2 separate regions of the Mus musculus genome follow, and region 1 is linked to region 2. Evidence: chromatin contacts called from public Hi-C data. All regions are on one chromosome and are shown on one strand. Each heading gives the region's core, a stretch centred on a gene start, on an enhancer-like site or on the middle of the called end of the contact. The rest is flanking DNA. Distances are from core to core; before and after follow the strand shown.

Evidence for each region. Hi-C and Micro-C count contacts between places; a contact is called where the count stands out from the background.
Region 1: a contact with region 2 is called in a Hi-C map of epidermal suprabasal cells, with 3 times the contacts expected there. The contact joins two enhancer-like sites. A contact is called at or near these places in 1 of 15 datasets of contacts at CTCF or cohesin (pro-B cells), 11 of 484 Hi-C or Micro-C datasets (the C2C12 cell line, CD8 T cells, bone marrow-derived macrophages and 7 more) and 4 of 115 datasets of contacts at active chromatin or transcription factors (bone marrow-derived dendritic cells, embryonic stem cells and large pre-B cells).

What each region holds. Positions count from the first base shown.
Region 1 is chr1:191,798,133-191,804,016 of GRCm38.p6, forward strand. No RefSeq gene overlaps it. Among named protein-coding and RNA genes, the nearest start is that of Nek2, 20 kb to the right of the region's middle. Within about 2 kb of position 4,124, at least 105 of the 459 cell types and tissues checked have an H3K27ac peak or open chromatin away from gene starts, as enhancers often do. A contact at or near this core is called in epidermal suprabasal cells, where this site is marked.
Region 2 is chr1:191,689,983-191,695,834 of GRCm38.p6, forward strand. No RefSeq gene overlaps it. Among named protein-coding and RNA genes, the nearest start is that of Lpgat1, 25 kb to the right of the region's middle. Within about 2 kb of position 3,474, at least 13 of the 459 cell types and tissues checked have an H3K27ac peak or open chromatin away from gene starts, as enhancers often do. A contact at or near this core is called in epidermal suprabasal cells, where this site is marked.

The DNA of each region.
Region 1 (5,884 bases), core at 2,874-5,373, 110 kb after region 2:
TCTTTGGAGCAAATCTCATCTACGTTGTCAGGAAATCAGCAGTTCAGTTCACAGAATTCGATGGCTGCAGCTCCGTTCACTGGCAAACACTTCACAGCAGTCTAATTCAGTAGTGTTGGGATAGTAAATATGAATCAGCAATGGTGGCATGATCTAGCAGAGATGGCCAGGACTCAGCTGAATCTGCATGAATCAGCAGGAGGGACAGGGCCACCAGGGACATCAGGAGAAGATCAAAGACATGAGACCAAGAAGCCTTGCAAAGCTAGCTATGCAAGAAAACCAAGCCCCCCTCCCCCAATCACTATCCTTTGAGTCCTATTTATACTCCCTCCAAACATCACGTGTCCTCCACGGGTCTGGCCTCAGCATGTGTCTTGCTTCCACATGTGAGTCTGTCTCAGCTGACATCACTGTGCCAACTGGCCGAGTCCTCAGAAGCGGCAAGAAACTGCAGGACACCACCAGAAGTTTTTTTGGTATGATTCTCTCTATGGAGTTCTGACAAATCAAATTCAACTAAGCACTGTAAGGCAGACCAATACATGTGTATTGTTAGCAAAGAATCCTTCATCACATATCCTTTCACATGCTTGCTTTAGCAGAACATCCTCTCACCTGTGTCAGCTTCAGGAAAACACTCCTTCATGTGTCTGCCCCAGTAAAACGCCATCTGACGCAACTGACTTTCCAAAGAACCCTTACGTTTCCACTTGAATAACCATTCCTTCTTATTCGTCCCCAACATCACATATTAATATTGATATCACCATATAAAACATTCTAACTCTTTCAAGTCCCATAGTCTTTAAAACCTCCAGCCAGGGACCATGTTAATGTCTGCGGCCCATGTTACAACCACCAAAATCAACATGGATGTCTGTGGTCTGGACTGCCACCTGAAGCCATGTTAATGTCTGTGTGGTAGAGCTGGCCCCATCCCTCCTCAGCTGACGGCTTCTGACAGCATGAGTGCAGGCAGAGAGAGACTCAGCTTCCTTGAGGGGACTGGCCACTAGGAATTTGACCAGGCTCCAGTGAGTATATAGACAGCATAGAATGTGTCGCGCCCGCTCTCGACCAGCAAGAACGACGCGACCACCAGTCCTTCTAACAACAGTTTATTCAGTCCTGATTCTTCTTGTTTATATCTCCCCCGAACCCTGGGCCTCTCACTCCTTTTATACTCTCTCTCATCCAGGCACCGCAGGCCACGCCCCCTCGCCAGTCACGAGGCTTCAGCTAATCAGGGCAGCAGGGGCAAATCTCCACCAAATTGGATTCACCTGTATCCTGGTACACCTGCGCAGCACTCAAGATGTTTGTGTCTTATATGAGGAAGTCAGGTGCAAGTCATATGACTTAGCTGCAGTCCCTGGCGCCTTTGGGACTGCCGCCACACCCACTCCCCACAAGAATGGACTTTCTTTTTCCTTTTTGGAGGGAAGGATGCTATGGGGGAGGGGGTAGACATGGGAAGAGTGGGAGCTGAACACAATCGAATAATGGATGTGTGATTCACAAATAATAAATAAATACCCCTCAAATTAAAAAAAAAGTACAGTATCTTTAAAACATCTAAAGTCTCTCTAAAATTTCAAATCTCTTAATTGTAGGCTCTTTAAAATAAAATTAAAAAATATAATAAGTTACATATTTCCTACAGCAGAAGAGAAAAATCAGGACCCAGTTACTTTCAAAGCAAAGCAAACCCAAAATCTAGCAGTGTGAAGCTAAATGTCTGACTCACAATCTTCTAGGCTCCCAAAAGCTTGCCACAGCACACACAGCAGAGTCCTAGGCTCAGTTACTCCACAGCTACTGCTGTCCTTAGCAACTGTCCCATGGTATTTCCAAAATGCTGGGGTCTGTTCTGATTGCGTTGCATCTTTAACAACCATGGGCTTTTTTCAGGGACTCTAACACTCCCACATGGTGCCAAAGACTCAAATTCTCTCCGTGACCTTTTTAATCCTGGGTCTTCTGCTTCCACTGAGACTCCATATTCACCAATAGCCTCTCCTGTCTTCTCACGGTACCGAGCCTCAGCTGCTCTCCATGACCCCCTCATGCTTTCAAAACCAGCACCACCTGAGAGACTCACATAAAACCAAGTCCCAGTAGCCCATCAAGTCACACCCCTTTCTGATCTCAACACATTAATGCTGTGTTTTCATGTATCATCTGACACAGCAAACCTTTACGGTATTCCTGTGGGGAGATTTTAATGATTTCTCATTTAAGAGTGGGATTTCTGGTCTCACATCTCACACACACTAGGCAAGTGCTCCACCATGAAGCTACACTCAGTCCTTAAAACAATGTTTGCTTCTGGAAAAATAAGCATAATAGACAATTTGTTAACCTAACACATCTTAGTATATCGTGGACAGTGCTGAGGGTATACACTCTATGGTAGATCCCATATGCAATTCTATTTTGTCTTCCAATATGGAGACTCTACAACAGTGACTCCATCCCTCACCTCTCTGCTCTACAGGTCACCACTCTGGCACATTTCCATGAATGTGGGAAGTCTACATACCTCCTATGATCCAAGTGTTATATTTATCTGTCGTTGCTTTCTTTCTTAGCCAGGGTTTTTTTGTATATCCCAAGCTGGCCTTGAACTTGCTATATAGCTAGGACTTAGGGAAAACCTCTAGGTCCCTTCCTCCCAGGGTCTCATCCTAGAATGCACGGTCCCCACCCTGGCTTGTTGAACCTGGAACTCCTGCTCCTATACCTCTTGAGTGTTAGTATCAGAGGCTAGTTCCACCACATTTGTTGTAAGGAGTGCTGGGGACCGAACCCAGTCTCTGTGTGTATTTGACAAATGCTCTAACAATTTAGCCAAATCCCTCATTTACCCTTTTGTGACTGGCTTGTTTTACGTAATTCCTTGAGGTTTTTGCCTTTTGGAGTATATATCAACATTTCTGAGGATTTCCTTTTGGCAAGACATCTATAGACAGGAAACAGGGACTCATACAGCATAGTGGATGGTCTTTGTACCTCAAAAATGCAACATACCTGTAATCCTAACTCTTAGAAGGCAAGAGGATTGTGAATTCAAGGCCAGCCTGGGCTACATAGTTGTAACCCTTTCCAAACAAAACAAAACAAAACAAAACAAAACAAAAAAACAAAAAAAAAACTTTCTATGAGATCGCCTAGAACCAACCAAACATAAAAGAGATTTTAAAATATTTATTTATTTATTTATTTATTTATTTTAAATCCTCAAACACCTAGAATAAGTGAGAGCAGACTGAAGCCCAGGCGGTGGGAACACTGCTCTGGTGTAATGGGCCCTCCCAACCCAAAGGTTCAGCCAACCCTGGACAGAAACTCTCTTTTACGTGTTATGCATTGCTATTGACAGACTCCGAAAGGAGCCCCTCACTCAGGCCTCAGGACAATAGCGGACACCCAAGAACTCACGAGAGACCGAGCTTGTTGCAAACCACATGAGGCTTTATTGGGGGGGGGGGAGCCAGAGCTCTGGGGGACGACTCATATCCCACGCAGGGGTAGAGGAGTCGACCTCGAGGGGAAAGAGGTCCCAGTTTTTTAGGCCCTCGGGGGGGGGGGAAGGAGAGGGGGAGAGTAGGGGATTTCCAGATCTAAACAATGTCTATTCTCAAGAAATGGGTATGGGAGGGGTACAAGGAAAGAGTCTGATGCAGGTGTAGCAACTCAGGATTGGCCGGGGAGATTTTCTGACTCTTTCCCAGCAACCAATATCACAAACACCTGGCAATGGGCTTCATCCGTGGGCACACACATGGGTCAAGGAACGGTCAAAACATTGGCAGACACACAGGTTCAAGGAGTGGCCAGAGCATTGTGCACCTCTATTTTTCTAAATCTGTGAAGCTAGTTCTGCTAACACTGACATCTATCTTGCCAATTTCAGGGCTTCTGTGTCCTTTTACATTCTGTCAGGATCTTTCAATATGTGCTATGGTTACTCCTGAACTCTTTCTTAGGATTGCCCTCGGAATGGTAATGTAGGCTTACACTGCACAGGCATTGTAAGTTGCCTAGAGAACGCTAATATATGCAGGAGGAAGTAGGTAGGTAATATGCAAATACAATGCTAATTTATTTTATGGGAGCAATTCAGGGCTTGGTGTGGCAATCCTGGAATCGGTCCCGAGGTTAACCAGGGACTGTTCAATGGCTCTGCTAAGAAGTTAAGTAGCTGTAGAGACCACTAGTCCTTCACGACATCCCACAGGGGGTCAGCATGGCGGCTGTTTGACAGGCTTTATGTAGGAGAGAGGGATTCGTGCTGGGGATGCTTGTGGGAAGGAAGAAAGGTAGAGGAAGCTGCAGTGGGGGAGGGGAGGCTGGAGTCCAGAAGCCTGGGGCTAAGAGACTAGGATGTGCTCAAGGAGTCAGAAGCTTGGATAAGGTGGAGCAACAGGGTCAATTCTGTCTGTGAGGCTCTCTCAGGAGCAAAGTGGGCAGGGAGGGACACCTGTTCCCAAGCGACATCTGACCCTCTTCCAAACAGGTGTAGCAGGTATTTCTAGATCTGAGTGCACGGAGAGGCTGACACATCACTGACACCCTCAACTTCCCATGAGTCAGAGCTATAACTGGGGGTGGGGGTGGGGGTGGATTTCCTCTTCAAATCACAGTTCACACCACATCTCTTCAAGATATAGTCCAGACTATTAATCAAGAAGTCTCCCTTCTTCTTAGAACCTTAGGTGGCTTTCAAGAATCCAGACAACGGAGTCAGGAGAACCAGGGAGCATTTGTAGCTAAATGAGTGTGTTCCCGAAAGAACGAAAGCTTTCCCTCCCCTCTGCTTGGCACATAGCTCACTGGAATGCTTTCTCAGTCACGTAGGAAGCCCTAGTGGGAATCTCAGATGAGCACTCCCATATGCTGGCAGCCTGGAGCCCACTGCACAGGGAGCCTGTCTAAACCCAGCCAGGCAAGTGCACTGGGGATGCACATAATCTCAGGACTTAGGGAAAACCTCTAGGTCCCTTCCTCCCAGGGTCTCATCCTAGAATGCAAGGTCCCCACCCTGGCTTGTTTTCTTCCCTTTGGAAGAGCTTGAGTCTGACCTGGCCAGTGACTCAGCCATCTTTGCCCCGGGGAATTCTTGGAAGGAGGTGAGGAAACTGCTTTCTGTGAAGGTTGTGCCTGGGCCTGCTGTAGAAGACTGGAGGCTGCAGAATGACGTACAGCCACCTCCTAGAAGTCTGAATGACAGGGGAAGGTCCCTGCATTATCATCCCTTAAAAGTTACTGGCAGGGGAGTTGGTCAGAACACGAAAGTTCTAGAAATGAGCTCATTGGGTTTGCAAATCTCCTTTGGCCTGTCTGACCCGCTTGGGCAGTTGTCCACAGCAGTGGCAGAAGCTTCATTCAGGTCACATCACATTCCGTGAGGTAACAGGAAGCACTCGGGTTACAAGTCACACTATTTCCAGCACAGGAAGGTCTTGGTGGGTGTGAGGCAAACTCTGCTTTGGAAAAACATGGGTCCTCTCTTCCACAGACACCTCCTTATCATGTCACCCTCAGAGTACCTCATCTCTAGCCTTACCTATTCACGCCCTTCCTTGTTCAGATCACCCAGGACAATGATATACTGCCTGGTGTCTGGGGACCGATTGCCTGTGCAACTTGACTTACAGGCTGCCGCTCCTAGACCAAGTTGAGATCCAGATTCCTGACAACCTTTGTCCCATTAACCCTCACACCCAGAAGGCCAAGAGCCAGGTAGCATCATAACCTCACCATTTACCCAAAAGATTTGATCTCGGAAGTGTCCGATGCTGTAGACGGGGAGGGTCGCTGTTACAATAAATAATAAAACTGTAATTGGCCAATGTTTGCGGTTCTCGCTCCAGGGCCC
Region 2 (5,852 bases), core at 2,224-4,723:
CTTCTTGCATACTCAGGTAATATTTATTCCTTCTCAGATGTCTGATGGCATTGAAGACTAGATAGTCATAGTCTTACTTATATAAGCTTAAGGATTATAAATTTATGATTTAAGAAGATTTTCTAGGTCTAAGAAGATGTTTTCAGGTTGATAATGCAAGTTAGGATAGAAATTGATTTAGATACAAAACTCTGAACTCACCAGGATAGGATAGATAATAGAATACTTCCTCCTGAGTTGACAAATACTAACAGACTAGACTTTTTAAATGTAACTCTTACCTGTAGTCTCCCCTCCCCCAGCCTGAAACTTGCTTGCTCAGGGGTGGAGCTTCCCACTCAATCATTCTGCCATGCCCACTGCTGGAACCTGCTGCTTTGCTGTTCGGAGCCGTGCACGTGGTCACCCTGCTATTGGATTCCAAGATTAATTGGCGGGAATCGGGCCCCTTTCCCCTGCTTTATAATTGCGTGCAGAACAATAAAATTGAGATTTGATCAGAATGACTGTCTTAGCTACATTTCTTTATCTCGCCGCCTAGCCCCTCTTCTCTTCCAGGTTTCCAAAATACCTTTCCAGGCTAGAACCCATGTTGTGATCTGTTGGCTGGACACAACACTTACCTAATAGTTTTCACAGTTATTCATATTTGTTTCTACTGTATGATGTTTAATATTATAACTGAGAGAACCTCTTTTGGAGGGGAGGGGGGGTTTCAAGACAGGGTTTTTCTATGTAGCCCTGGCTGTCTTGGAACTCACTCTGTTGACCAGGCTGGCCTCAACTCAGAAATCTGCCTGCCTCTGCCTCCCAAGTGCTGGGATTAAAGGTGAAAGAACCTTTTTATTTAGACAAAACCAGGGAATTGTTGGAGTTTGGGCTGTTGCTATGTATTTATTGGACTGAATTCTCCGTTTACCAGTTTTTGTTGTGCAAACCTTGTTCCTTAATTTAAAACTGTTGGTTAAGTAAAAATGGCTACAGTCTATTCCTGGGGAGTCTAGAGGGAGGTGGGTCTTTGAATTACCTGGTTGAGTGGGGGAAAAGAGAGAGTATGAGGAAGAGAAAGGAGAAGGTGCCATGAGAAGAGAAGTATTATGAGCACGGCCAGGAGAAACAGCAAGTATCTGGGGTACATGGCTGTGGAGGGAGCCAGGCCAGCAGTTAGAAAAGTTGATTAGGGGTTATCCCCCAGTAACTGTAAAAGGCAAATAAAATAACCATAATCTGAGTCTAATTTATTTGTAAGCTAGTCGGGGATAAGCATAACTTTGGTTCTACTAAAGGCACTGTTAGCTCACACACAGTGCTGTGTTTGGAAGAAACCATGGCTTCTATACACTGAGACTGTAAGATTTGTGGTAGCTCAAAATAACCACTGTTGTAAAAAGTTAAGTAAATGTCAAGATGTTCTTTTCCCAGAATTTGCCTCCGGTCCTTAAGTTTACCTGCTAAGAGATAGTCCTCTGATTGTTTAGAAAAGCCTATCCAATGTCTCTGGTCCTTAAGTCTGCCCCCTTAATGCAGTTAAAGGTTAGCCAATGATAAACTGCCAGCCCTAAACTGTGACTGAGAACTGCTCTAAAAAATGTATTAAAGATGTGTGCTTTAGCTACTTGGGGTCACTTCCATCCCGATTTCAGGACGACCCCAGCATGCTGGATCAATAAACCTCTTGCATTTTGCATGGATCTCTGTCTTTGCGTCTCTGTGAGTGGGACATCCCGGACGTAAGGCTTTTCAGATCTTATAGGACCTATTCTCCCACCAAGTTCAGAGCAGTGTATGGATGCTAGGGAAACGTTTACCCTGCTTTCTACCTGGCTCGTTTTTCAGGCTTTAAATTTGGATTATTCCATACAATGGGTGCAAATTATAATGTGACTTCCTTGGTCTGCTAGCTCTCAAATAATGATATGGAGACCTCTTATTAATTATGAATGCTTAAGGCCTTTGCTTGGGCTTGTTCATAACTAGCTCTTATACATTAAATTAACACATTTGTACTAGTCTATGTTCTACCATGTGACTAGTTACCTCCTGAATACTGGCATTTGCTTCATCTTCCATGTCTGGCTTGTGAATCTCTTGCCTCTATGTCTAACTGATCAATCTCCCATGTGTTTTTGTTTTTTTTTTCTCATAGTTTCTATCTCTTCTTGGAAGTCCTACCTTTCTTCTCATCCTTCAGTTATTGGCTGTTCAGCTCTTTATTAAAACTATCAAGAGGTGTTAGAGGGATGTTTACAAGATATAACATATCCATATGAATAAAAATATCAAAGTCCAGGTGTGCAACTCTCTGCTGGCACAGGAATCAGCATTTGAGTAATACAAAGACAATCTTTACATAGGGCACAAAAAGATCACCCCAACACACATATTTTAAATACGTACTCTTACATATTAAGTTTAGGAACTGGGCACGGTAGCATGGTGGTTTGAATGAAGGAATCCTCATTCATTGCTGTTGAAAATGTAAATTAATGTAGCCACTCTGGAAAACTGTAAGGGGATTCCTTAAAGTGCAAATGTAAGCCTCACCTGCAGCCTGCTGCTCTAATATCGCTAAAGGCCTTTTCAAACGTTTTGTAAAGATAGAATGGAAGCTACACACGTGACTCTTGGAGATTATATCACAACATCCTGCGTCATCTCAAACCCCAGGATGACAGCAATCAGGCATGGAACAATTCTGAGTATAAAACCATGAAAATAGCCCAAGGACAGAAGAGTGAGACATGGAAGAGGAAATGTAATGATTGTATCTTCATTTTCAGCGATTTCAAAGAAATCTATTGTGAAATTATTTTGGGTTTTCTCCTGAAGGGCTGAAAGAGAAAGTTCTTGAAGTGCAGCTGCTTGTATGACAAATGCTAATTATGTTCTCCAAAAAAACCTGCTTACAGGAATGTCTGCAGGTTGCTTCTGGGAACCTGCCCTCAGTTGGTTCCAATTGGGAAATAAAGACGCCACCAACCAATAGCTGGGGAGGTCGGACAGAGGTGGGTTTTAGGATTTCCCAGGCATGGGACTGAGAGGAGAAGAAGGAAGAGATCCACCATGCGGGGAGAGTGGAGGAGAGGAGAGATGTCTGTGAAGAGCACAGGACAGAGAGGCATAGCCGCCATGTGATGGAGCCGGGAGAGCGGGGCCCAGAGGGCTGCCCAACTGGGTGTAGAGCAGCCAAGATAGAACAAGGAATTTAATAAGTAGTAACTTGGAATTATCGGCGGGAGGTAGATTCTATCAGCAGTGGAGGTCAGGCAGTGCTCCAGCTACTGTGCTGTTTAAGGCATATTCAAATATGTGTGTCTTTCATTGGGCAGCATAAACCACTGAGACAGGTAGTGAAGCTGCCGTGGTGATTTATTAATAATTATTTCAACATTGAAGTTTCCCAGCCATTCTGTAAGGTTGAGCTTTCCTTTGCCCTCGAGCTGCACTGGAGTGCTGCCAGGTGCTCTAAGCCAGTATGTTGAAATTGAGGAATGTCACTCTCCACTTACCCTCCCAGCATGATGGCATCCAGGCAGAATCATTTCTAGTTAATCAAGAACTGAGTTAGGTCCCAGGGTGACGAAATGTTCGTTGTTTGGTGTCAAGAAAGACATTTAATTCTGTTTACTTGTCTATAGGATGGTGCAAACAGAGTCTTCTCCAGCTGTTAAGAGATTATGCATAGCATAGGGACCGGCAATAAGCTGGAATTCAGTGGATGGTAAGATGAATGAATAATGAGAGAACGGTATACTCTGTCACGTAGGAAGTAATCAGGAAAGTTGCTAGACACTTTTCATGGCAATGTAAATAATAAAGTAAACCAATTACAGTTCATGGACAAAACTGATAAGCTGTTACAAACAGCCACGTCAGAGGAAGCTGTACCCTGTAAAAATGTGGCAAGAAGCAAATTACCTTGTCTCTGCTAATTTCAAAATACCATTGACAGCAGGGCTGGATTTATGTTACATGATATATTTCACAGATTAAAAACCAGGGTCTAGAGTTACTAAGGATGACATGGGTGAAGGTAGCAACTGCATACAGGAGATATGAATATCACAGTAGCTGTGGCTAATGGGCAATCAATCACCTTCTGAAGCAGCAGGAGGGTAATAAGTATCCTCACAGACTAACACACAACCCAGACAATTCCCAAGAATTCTGAGGCCCATGGGTTAGAAAGTGTCTATTCCAATAGTTCTCAAAGTAGTCAAGTATTTCCTAAAGTGTGGTCAATCTCAGCACTAAGAAGCAAGAGGGTGCCGTGCCTACAGAGATGGTATCTGAAAAGTGTACACTATTTATATAGGATCCTAGCCAAAAACACATAACCAAAAATCTAACCACAAGACATCAGCCAAACCTGCACTGAGGAATGGTCTATAAAAGAACTAGCCTGTATTCATTTAAAAGAAATGTCAATGTCACAAAAGGAACAAAGATAGGCTAATGCACAGTTCCAGAATTAAAAATTTAAAAAAAGGATGTCACTCTAAAGATAATGTGTGTCTCTAGACTGGATCTCAAATTGGGAAGAGAGGTGCTACAAAAGGCATTATTGTATCAACTGATGACTATGCATTATGCATGAGATAAAAGCACTGTATTAATGTTAAATTTTCTGAATAACTTAACAGTACTTATTTAGAGACATTATTGTTATTCTTAGGAAACACTGAAGTTTTTAAGATATGTGCAACATATTCTCAAATTGTATTAAAAAAAACATTGAGACAAAAAAAAGGGACTGATAAAGTAATGATTAACAGCCCTACTTTTTACTCCTTTTGCATTTTTCTAGAAATAAAGAATTTTCTAAAGAAAATGGCACAAGCCTTTAATCCCAGCACTCGGGAGGCAGAGGCAGGGGGATTTCTGAGTTCGAGGCCAGCCTGGTGTACAGAGTGAGCTCCAGGACAGCCAGGGCTATACAGAGAAACCCTGTTTCGGAAAAAAAAAAAAAAAAAAAAAAGAATTAAAAGTTGGTTTTTAGGTGCCATGGGTCACCTGCACCAGAACACAGGAGAACTGTATTTGCTAATGACATGGACTCAGAGGATCTGTCACTCACTATTGAATAAGAAATTCTATGGGAAGAGCCTAGGGGTAGGTCATCCAGTGGTGGAGTACTTGGCTAGCATGCACAAGGCCCTGGGATCAATACACAGAATAACAAAAACCTGGAGAAAAGTCGGGGACCTTTCAGTAAACATATGTACCTGGCAACTGTTTTGTTTGAAAACCAGTTGGCATGGATTTCAGCCTACGCTTCCATTTTATTTTAGGGGCTAATATATTTTCTTAATCAAGTAGTTACTTTGAAATCTACCATGACTAGTTAAAATGCATCTTATAGTCAATGATATTAATTTATTCAATTCTCATAATTATTTCTATAATTTTATACTTCTTACAGATGAGGAAATAGGGCACAGAAAGATGATAGAAACAGCCAGTTCATAGTTAGCAAAGGATAGAAAGAGGACAGAAATCCAAGGCTGTCTGACTCTAGGGCCAAACTCTTGGCCTTAGGCCTCTCTAGGAAACCATATGTTGATACAATTGGCTTTGGTTATCATAAACTGCTATGCTGCTTAGTTTATAAAATCCACCTTGATCTACATATTAAGGAAGGAGGAAGTTGGGCAGAGTGGTGGTTTGAACAGCTGATGAATGTAAGGCCATATGAACTTATGCATTTGACTGCTTGACCATAGGGAGTGCCATTATTAGGAGGTGTGGCTTTGCTGGAGTAGGTGAAGGAAGTGTGCTACGAGGAGATGGGGTTTGAGGTCTCAAATGCTCAAGTCAGGTCTAGTATGACATTCACTTCCTGCTGCCTTCAG